Regions from separate parts of the Mus musculus genome. Here region 1 is linked to region 2. The links are chromatin contacts, called in public HiChIP or PLAC-seq maps. All regions are on one chromosome and are shown on one strand. The core of a region is the stretch at or near the end of the contact, and the rest is flanking DNA. Distances in the headings are between cores, read along the strand shown.

What was found. HiChIP or PLAC-seq counts read pairs in DNA pulled down with a chosen protein or histone mark.
Region 1: a contact with region 2 is called in an H3K4me3 HiChIP or PLAC-seq map of the SCID.adh cell line, with 18 read pairs. The contact joins the enhancer-like site here to the promoter of 2510009E07Rik in region 2. A contact is called at or near these places in 1 of 39 promoter capture datasets (macrophages), 4 of 484 Hi-C or Micro-C datasets (embryonic stem cells, muscle stem cells, nephron progenitors and 1 more), 4 of 115 datasets of contacts at active chromatin or transcription factors (the SCID.adh cell line, embryonic stem cells, memory CD8 T cells and 1 more) and 4 of 9 other capture datasets (adipose tissue, embryonic stem cells, liver and 1 more).

What each region holds. Positions count from the first base shown.
Region 1 is chr16:21,725,666-21,730,827 of GRCm38.p6, forward strand. No RefSeq gene overlaps it. Among named protein-coding and RNA genes, the nearest start is that of 2510009E07Rik, 34 kb to the left of the region's middle. Within about 2 kb of position 2,471, at least 54 of the 459 cell types and tissues checked have an H3K27ac peak or open chromatin away from gene starts, as enhancers often do. A contact at or near this core is called in the SCID.adh cell line, where this site is marked.
Region 2 is chr16:21,692,519-21,697,333 of GRCm38.p6, forward strand. It overlaps 2510009E07Rik (RIKEN cDNA 2510009E07 gene), which reads right to left and starts at 2,147. Exons shown (of 2, transcript NM_001001881.2): 1 at 1,698-2,147. The coding sequence starts at 1,887.

The DNA.
Region 1 (5,162 bases), core at 1,221-3,720, 33 kb after region 2:
ACTACATAAAGTCATAAGTGCTAAATAACTATATACTCATGTACTGGCTAGTTTTGTGTCAACTTGACACAGCTGGAGTTACCACAGAGAAAGGAGCTTCAGTTGAGGAAATGCCTCCATGAGATCCAACTGTAAGGCATTTTCTCAATTAGTGATCAAGGGGGAAAGGCCCTTTGTGGGTGGGACCATCTCTGGGCTGGTAGTCTTGGTTCGATAAGAAAGCAGGCTGAGCAAGCCAGGAGAAGCAAGCCAGTAAAGAACATCCCTCCATGGCCTCTGCATCAGCTCCTGCTTCCTGACCTGCTTGAGTTCCAGTCCTGGCTTCCTTTGGTGATGAACAGCAGTATGGAAGTGTAAGCTGAATAAACCCTTTCCTCCCCAACTTGATCATGGTGTTTGTGCAGGAATAGAAACCCTGACTAAGACAACTCAGTACTATTTACATCATGTCTACCCTACCCCTACCCTCTTGTATGTTTTATGTTAGATTCTCAACATTTTAAAATATAATTGCATTATTCCCCCTTCCATATCCTCTCTCCGACCCTTCTACTTCCTCCTCTCCCTCTCAAATTCATGGCCTCATTTTATTATTCTTACAAGTATATGTGTGAATAGATTTATAACCAAACCTGCTGAGCCCAGTTACTGTTGCTTGTATAGATATAGATATATAGATATAGATATATAGCTATATAGGTATATAGGTATATAGGTATATAGGTATATAGGTATATAGGTGTATAGGTGTATAGATGTATAGATGTATAGATGTATAGATGTATAGATGTATAGATGTATAGATGTATAGATGTATAGATATATAGATATATAGATATATAGATATATAGATATATAGATATATAGATATATAGATATATAGATATATAGATATATAGATATATAGATATATAGATATATAGATATATAGATATATAGATATATAGATATATAGATATATAGATATATAGATATATAGATATATAGATATATAGATATATAGATATATAGATATATAGATATATAGATATATAGATATATAGATATATAGATATATAGATATATAGATATATAGATATATAGATATATAGATATATAGATATATAGATATATAGATATATAGATATATAGATATATAGATATATAGATATATAGATATATAGATATATAGATATATAGATATATAGATATAGATACACACACAGCCACACACACACACACACTTTGGGTTGACTAACAACTTAGGGTGCTCATGCCTGGGGAAGTCTACTGCCACCCTAGACAGTCTTTAATTGTCTGTAACTCTTCATCTAGGGGTGGAGCCCCTTGTGACATGTGACTTCCCCATCCCCACGACGACTCGTCAGCCAGGATTGCCACTGTTGAGCTCTTGTTTAAACAGCCGTGTTGTTTAGATCTCATGGCCATAGATTAGAAGACCCAGTCTTGCAGCAGGCTTCTTGGTCCTCTGGCTCCTACAGCCTTTCCAAACCCAAGTCTTAGGCGTAAGGATTGTGTTGTGAATGCATCAGGTGTGGCTTTGCACCTCACAGTCCATTTTTCTCTGCATTTTGACAAGTTGGGGGCATTCTGTAATGGTTTCTGTCCACTACAAAAAGAATCTTCTTTGATGAAGGCTGACAGCTACACTTATCTGCCATACAGATTTTTTTTTTTAAGTCTGAGAAAGGTTATCAGAAACTAGGCAGGGTGCACTGCACTATAATCTCAGCATTTGGGAGGCTGAGGCAGGGGAAATCATGAATTTGAATCTAGACTGTGGTACATATAAGACCACATCTCATTTTTAAAAATCCTTATGGGGGACGCGGGACTGGGCAGTGACTCAGTCAGTAAAATGTTGCTGGGCAAGTAAGAGGGCTTGGGCTTCATCCCCAGGACCCACATAAAGCTGGGCATTGTGGCACCTACCTGTATGGCTGGGAGCCAGAGGCTAGGACTCTTCAGGGCTTGCTGGCCACTTAGCCTTGCTGAAGTGGTAAGCTCCAGTTTCAGTGAGAAGCATGCCTCAAAATAAAGAAAATAAGATGGAGAGTCATGAAAGCAGATATGTGATGTTAACCTTTGGCCTGTGTGTGTGTGCGCATATGCACACACACACACTATTATTAGGTGCCAAATACATGATGGTTGTTGAAATTCTATTACTAATATTCACCCAGTCATCCTGCCTATTGGTTAAGAGAGTGACCCAAATTTTGCCCACCCACAAGTCTCAAGAGTCCCATAAAAGTCTATCTAAGTTTATAAAACATGTTAGTTTAGAAAAACACTGCGGAACATGTGGCTTATCCTCTAGATATTAAAACTGAATGGCCAACTTGGAACTTTTACAGAAACTACTCAACAGCGCCATCTGGTGGAGAAGAGAAAACCTCCTGCTCTTGTAAAAAGCAGCTTCTTTCTATTACACTTTTTGTTTCGTTTTCCAGCTATTCATCATGTGGCGCTATAGATGCTTGGGCAGCTAAGTGATCAAAAACCTGAAAAGAAGCTGAGTCTGGCTGTGACCAGTGAGCTCCTGGGAGGAGCGTTCGTGTCTGCGGAGACTGACGGACGGCTTGGAATCTCAGTACCGTGGAGAGATTGGACACATAAAGGTCCAAGGCTTTACTTTATCCAGGGCTACCTTTAGCATTCTGGAGCAGCCATTTCTTGCCCCATTCTAAATCTGAAGCAACGCCTTGTGATAATAAATAAAAACCCCATTGATTCGAAGCTTTCAACTGAGCAGAACACTTATGCCAATCCAAGAGCTAAGAGAGCTTCTTGGGCCTATGGAATAGCGTCCAAACCCCTCTGCACCCCCAATAGCAATGTGGTCTAAAGTTACCTTGGTTTATGACTTTATTTTTATTTAAAGATTTATTTATTATTATATCTAAGTACACTGTAGCTGTCTTCAGATGCACCAGAAGAGGGAGTCAGATCTCATTATAGATGGTTGTGAGCCACCATGTGGTTGCTGGGAATTGAACTCAGGACCTCTGGAAGAGCAGTCAGTGCTTTTAACCACTGAGCCATTTCTCCAGCCCAGAGATTACCAACTTAATAAGAGAAAATGTTTACTTTGTCTCACTTTGGGGGGGTGGTATCCAGTCTATAACCAGGTAGCTCTGCTGCTTTGGGTCCATGAGAAGGTAGCACACCATGATGCCCGATGAAACAAAGATCTTCAATTTATGGGCAGCATGGAGGGGATTGAGAGGGTACAGAGCTCCCAACATTCCTGTGAATGTTGACACAGGCTCAGTGACTTAAGATATCCTACAGTGTCTTGCCTTTGAGTCTAGACCTTCCCAAAGGGCCACAGCAGGTACCACACCTTTAGCACAGGGGTCTTCAGGGGACCAGATCTAAATTATAGAAACATGCACCTGAGGCCTTTAGAAAAGGTGACATTGTAAATGTGGTCCAGTGGCACTGTGCCATGTGGGGGCTGCGTTAGCCAGTGCAGCAGTCCTAGGTTGACAGGGTTACTACCCTTCAAACCCATGGTGATATATTCATTTCCACAGTCGACAGTTCTCTTGCTTCTCCATTGTTCAGAAGCTGGCAAGACAAGCTATTCTTTGGAGCCCTGACCAAATGCTCTAAGGATTTTTTCCAAGGTGAATGAATGTTCAGGGAACATTTTGAGAGTCTGGGTGTTGTGGCTATACATTGCAGATTCTAGGAAGCCAATAAGGAGGATGTGGGGGGTTGAGAGGCACTGGATACACACATAGATGAGAGTCCAGGTGAGAAACACCAGGGAGCTTGAGTTTCTTGTGAACAGTGAAACTGGAGATAAAACTGATTAAAGCAATGCTGGTCTCCAAGGCAGAACTAACTGGGTTCCATCTTCAATATCCCTGATGCTGAGAGGGCTTGGGAAGAGGATATCGCTTTGACTGGAAGCCCGTCCAATGCTATCTTTCTTTCTTAGGGACAACGTACATAAAAGCCCAAAGTGAGGTGCAAACATTCATCTCCCTTGATCCATTCAGGACACCTCTGCAGAGCATCCTGAGCCTCGCAGCTCCCCAAGGGGACCACGGCTGCTTCCCTTGCATTCGCATCACAGCCCAACATCTTCTGTTTACCTCACTTTGCCTGCTTCCCCACAGGTATAGTCTCAAGAGCATCCACCAGCAAGACAGACGCCAGAAGATTCTACATGGCCAACCAGATCTCAGAGGCTTTCCCAAGGGATCCTGGTCCACAGGAGGAGATGACAAGCTAGTCTAGGAAACAAACTTTAAGGTAGGATTTAAAAAGATTTTTATTGATTCTTTGTGAGCTTCACATCATGAGCCCCAATCCCACTCATCTCCCCGTCCCTCATATCTGTCCTCTGCCCTTGCAACCTTCCTCACAAAATAAAACAAAAAATAAAAACAACATAAATAAATAAATAAAGTTAAAATAAAACCAGCTCACGGTGGAAGCTGTGGTGTGTCATGGTGTGTTACATGGTGTGCCCTTTTGTCCACACATCTTTACCTATAAATGTCCATTGCCATGAGTCACTAGTGTGGTTTTAGGCCTCTGGCTTCTGCCACACCATCAATACTGGGTCCATACAGGGGTTCCTCTCAGACATCCTGTTGTTGCCCCGTATCATAAAGACCTTACAGCTTTGGGTTTGCAGGATCGGCCCTTTCACGTGCTCCAGCAGTTCACAGATGGGGTAGATGTTAAAGTGAGGCAACTCAGAGCCCTGGATCTGCGCCTGGGTGGAATCTAAGTTGGTCAGTCCTCCAGTACCCCTGCACCCACACCACCAGGGCTAGCTATCCTGCTTTGTCCAGGCAAGGTGCAGGGCTGCTCTCCCAAATGCTGCAGCCAGCGAGGAACAGGGCCAGATCTCCTACTGGTGGTGGTGGAGTGCATCTTTCTGGTGCCCACACCACTGCTTGGCAAACAATGGGTAGGACCGGTTCACCTGTGCCCCTGCCAACAGGGCTACCTCCACTGTGCTGCTCAGTCAGGGTGGGTGGGATGCTGTCCTGTGTGCTGCAGCCAGCAAGAGGCAGGGCAGCAATCCTGCTCTCACACCCTTGGGACCACCCCCTAGGGGACAGGAGCAGGACGGGTAAGAGGGGGAGGTGGGTAAGATGGGATCTTAAAAACACTTAATTTTTGAGATTATAATATTG
Region 2 (4,815 bases), core at 897-3,396:
CCTACCCCCAGCACATGTGTTCAGAACAAAACCACCCAGATAGTTAGGTACACGGGTGCTATCCTGTAAGCGGAAGGACAGAAGGCAATGGCAGCTCAGAAGCAGGACAAAACAACAGTCTCAGTGGAAAAATGGTGGACATCTCTCCTCAGCCACTCAATGCATGCCAAGTTCAAACCTGTTTTGGAAAACCTACTTCCCTCAAGAATAGCCAGGGATTCAGAGAAAGAATGGCCCATATGCAAGAAATTCTTAGTATATTTAAATATGCATATCCAAAGAGTTGAGGCAGCCATAATTTGGCTGAAACATTAGACTGTTGTATAAGATACAGTAGGAAGAGACATAACAATACGTTTTCGTGAGTTGAAGGCATTTGCCCCATGAGCCTGATGACCTAAGATAGGTTCCCCAAATTACACAAAGTTGTCCTCTGACCTCCGCACGTGAGTCATGGCTCATATGCGAGTGCACACACCCATGTACCCACCCGAAAACACACTCGACTTCATAAGGTAAGAACAGATGAAGGAATGTGGTAAGTTCGTTTTCATCTCCTTGTAAGGAAGACATTGTGAGAATCAAGGTTCATTAATGAGGAACAATCTGTCTGACTAGACGCAAGCTTCCCAGAAGTCAACTCTACCTGGAGAGGGAAGTAAGAAAGGCAATGACTGGGGCCATCTTAACTCCTCCGCATCCGCATCCCACAGTAAGAACAGGACTTCTGCAGGAGGTAGACTGCCATTAAATTCATCCAACAGGTACACTTTAGCTCTCATATTTCCTACTCTGAAGCCACACTTTCAGCGAGAAGCAAGAACATCCTGTTTGTCCTCATCAGCAGAGGAACAACAAAATCAATATTCGCTCTCCAGGTACCTTGAATTTATAAGGAAAAGCAAGGATTTTCTATCCTTTAATTTATAAACTCAACTAAGACATTCAAATATTCTCAATTAAAAGCAAATAAAGATTTGTTACATATTGTAGCTCTCCTTGTAAACCATATCCTCCTAAATAACAGGGGGGAAAAGTTTGATTGAAGATCACTTGGAAAATGTGTCTTAAGCACGGCAAAGCCCTCCAAATCTAAGATTATATGGAAACCGACTTCAGAATGTTTCTAAAAAGAAATGATTCAGCAGTCGGATTAAGCTAAATGCCATGAAGTAATCAAATTGTGGAATGCTGATTAAATGGCTACTTAAGTTTAATCTATTTAAAACTCTCAGGATAAATACAACTGGCCTAGGACTAGACTAGTCCTGGCTTGGCTCAAACGCTGTAACTGGGTGTCGAAGGAGTTTGCTCTTCAAACTGTTCCTTTTAACTTCTTAGAAGCCATTCTTCATACTTTGGTTCTTTCTCGATCTGGATACATTAAATAAATGGGAATCGCTAGGACCTAGGGTTCTTTCTGTTCAACAGCAGCCAGAAAGAACAGGCAAGAAAGTGAAAGGGGTATGTCCGTGCCCACCCCCCACCGCTGAAAGGGCTACCCTGCTGGCGCGCGTCCGCTCTGGCGGCTCTGAGCAAGTATCTAAAAGAACGGCAAAGAAAGCCAGCCCCAGGCTCCTGTGGGTAGGAAGGTTCCCTTTTGTGACTACAGCTAGGTTCCCCCGGGATTTCCTCCCGTCGTCCGGGTAGCACCCGGCCGCAGGCGGGCGACAGCAGGCCGACGCGGCTCCACTTACAGTGACACCATCCCAGGTGACAGCACCAGTGCAGCTTGAAGCACTTGCCGTGGCTGTGCGTGGCACAGATGGACAGCCCGTCGCACGGCTGGAAGTCGGGTCTGCGGGCGGCGCAGCTCCGCGCCAGGGCCTGCGCCTCGTCCACTTTCTCGCTCTTCCAGCCGCGCTCGGGCGCCGTGGCCGCACTCATCTCTCCGGTTGAAGAGCCGGGCCGGGAGCCTAGGACAGGGCAGAGGCGCGGGCCGGGCAGGGCGAGGGTGGGTTGCGGGCTGGAGGCGCGGCGAACACCCGCTGCCGAGGAGCCGCCCGGGGAGGGAGCAGCGACCCGGCCAGGCCTGCTGCCTCCCCGCGCCCTGCTCCCTTCTGCGCCCTGCTCCCTCCTCCCTTCTTTCTCCTCTCCTCTCCTCCCTCCTCTTTGCTCCCTCCTCCCGTCTCTCTCTGTCGTCCTCCCTGCTCCCTCCTCCCCACTCGGGCCGCCACGCCTGCACGCGCACGCGCACACTTAGACCGCCGCGCCCCTCTGCGAGCCCATCCCCTCGCGGTGGCGTTGCGCGCGTCGCCTCTGCCCCCGGCCAGCGGGTCCCACATGCCCATAGGACAGTCAGCACACATCCCCTACGCCCTCGGGTTGGGAGGGCGTACCTCCGGCTACAGTCCGGCCTTCTCCCGCAGCCTTTAGGCACAGGGTCTAGCCTGGTCCTTAGCACTCCCTCCCCGTCGCGCCGTGGCGTCCTGCTGGGCACACACTCGCCCGGGCTGTCCTGGAGCCGCCGGATGGCAGCGGGCGATGACCTCGCGGGTTCTTCCCTGTGCCAGCCTCCCGGAACTAGTCCTGGGTGCGGGGCTTTGGGCAGTCAGGGTGGGAGAATCTGTTAGGTTTCTGTCTTGATACGTGTAGGGTGTGGGGATGCACTGAGTGGCTTGCAGTGTCTGTGTGGCCATAGACATTACACGCCAGTCGTATAGTCGTGTGTGAGTGTGTGTGTGTGTGTGTGTGTGTGTGTGTGTGTGTGTGTGTGTGTTGTGAGTGTGGACGCCCTAGCGTGATTAACTGCATCAGTTGAACTGCGTGTGTGGCGGTATGGTGGGCTGGAATGGCGTAGTAAATTTATGCATGGATTACATGTGTGGAGTTGACACGGTCGGACATGGGTACACAGACTGACATGTGGCCCAGCCTAGCCAATGGGTGTGGCTGCCTAGGCTGCAGGTCCCTCTCCCACCTCCCCCAGTCTGCTTGTTAGACCGCCCTGCTGGCCACAACTTGTTTCAAATGGGTCTTCCATCCCAGACTGAACCAGAGAAGAGAAAAATGAATCTTTCGTTTACGGGAGCAGTGCTTCCCCTACCACGCGGGCCAGTGCCCAGTCTAAAACACCGAAAGGAGGAACGCCTTCCCTCTGCTTCCTTGCCAAATGCTACACCGGGCCCAGGAAAATGCCTGTAATCGCAGAGGGTCCGCAACAGAGCCTCTCAGCACAAATGCTGGGCTGGACCGTGCTTTCCCCAGATCTCCTTTCCCTTCCCTTTATCCCCTTCCTGTTTGGCAATGAGCTCTATCCTGGTTTTAAACGAAATTCATCCTCAAGTCCTCAAAACTCTTTGCTGCCATAAGCACCCTTTCATAATTTTCCCTTTTATTTAACCTTGGCTTAGGAAGGGAAATCTAATTTGCATATGTCTGACTCTGTGAAATCTTCATGTGTCAGGGATTGAGGTAAACTCAGATGGCAACGGCTGATTTCAACAACTGTCCCATCTAAGTGACAAATTCTGGCTCCCCGTTAACCTAACATTGAACTGAGGTAAACACAAGGTGCCATGCTTCACCTATCTCCCAGGTGCCCACCCACTTAAGTCCCAAAGCAGCTCACGGCTGGCTCAGCGTCCCTGCAGCCCTGCTGTATGTCCACCTCAGAATGACTTCAGCAAAGGAAAACCAAAGGAACCTACACCACAGAATTGAGATTTATCAAACCATTTTTCTACATTTTATTATCTTGTGTGTATGGGTGTTTCACTTGCATGTATTTTTGTGCACCACCTGTAAGCAGCGCCCTCCAGGGCCGAGGAGTGCATCAGATTCCGTGGGACTAGAGTTACATACAGCTGGTTGTTAGCCGCCATTCAAGCGCTGGGAATTGAACCGGGGTCCTCTGGAAGAGCAGCCAGTGCTCTTAACCACTGAGCCATTCATTGCTCTAGCCCAACCAACCAATTTTTAAAATTAATTTATTTTTATTTTATGTGCATTGGTGTTTTGCCTACATGTATGTTTGTAAGAGTGTCAGATCTTATAGTTACAGACAGTTGTGAGCTGTCACATCCATGCTGGGAATTGAACCCAGGTCTTAACAGCTGACTCACTCTCCATAAACATCTGTTCTAATCCATCTTTCTCCTTCAACCTATAAACTCCCTCTTAGTGCCAGCCATATCATATATACAAGTAACCCAATTTGCTTTTAGTATAGATGATCACACTAATTAGGAAGCATACTGATGCAGGGTTTTTTAGTGTAATGGGACTGTTCATAGCCAAGCTGTACATGATCCAAAGACCTAAGATGCCAGACACTCAATAATCAAAGATCATTCTTCAGAGTGGCCGTGACTTGCCTACGTGGTTTAATGCTACGGTTAGAACCTTTAGGTTCAAATGTGAATGGCTGGATATTTAGTTTCTGTCACCCTGTGCCTGTTTGTCTATTATTAATGTAAGCTGTCTTTGCACAGCAACCCTCTAGACACTTACAAACCGCGTCTTTACAAAACAGGTTTTGGTTACTTAACCAAACCAAGCAACCATGCATCACGGTTATAAATAAGCACTCAGCAATCTGTCTTCTAGTTGTATCAAAGCAATCACGGCTATGGCAGGGGGCAACAGTTTCCAAATGCAGTGCGGCTGAACTGGGAGGTGCCTACGAGGAGGGAAGGAGGGAATCTGTGCAGCAAGGCCATTAGCACATCCGGCTCATCATCTGCTCCAGGGTCTAAAGAACAGCCTCTTTAGACTCAGAGGCAGTGCCCCTCCCCGTGCCACTTGCCCCTGTACCTCGCTCACTGCTCATGCTCAGTATTAGTCCCTTCCCTAGTTGGCTTTCTCCTACTCTAA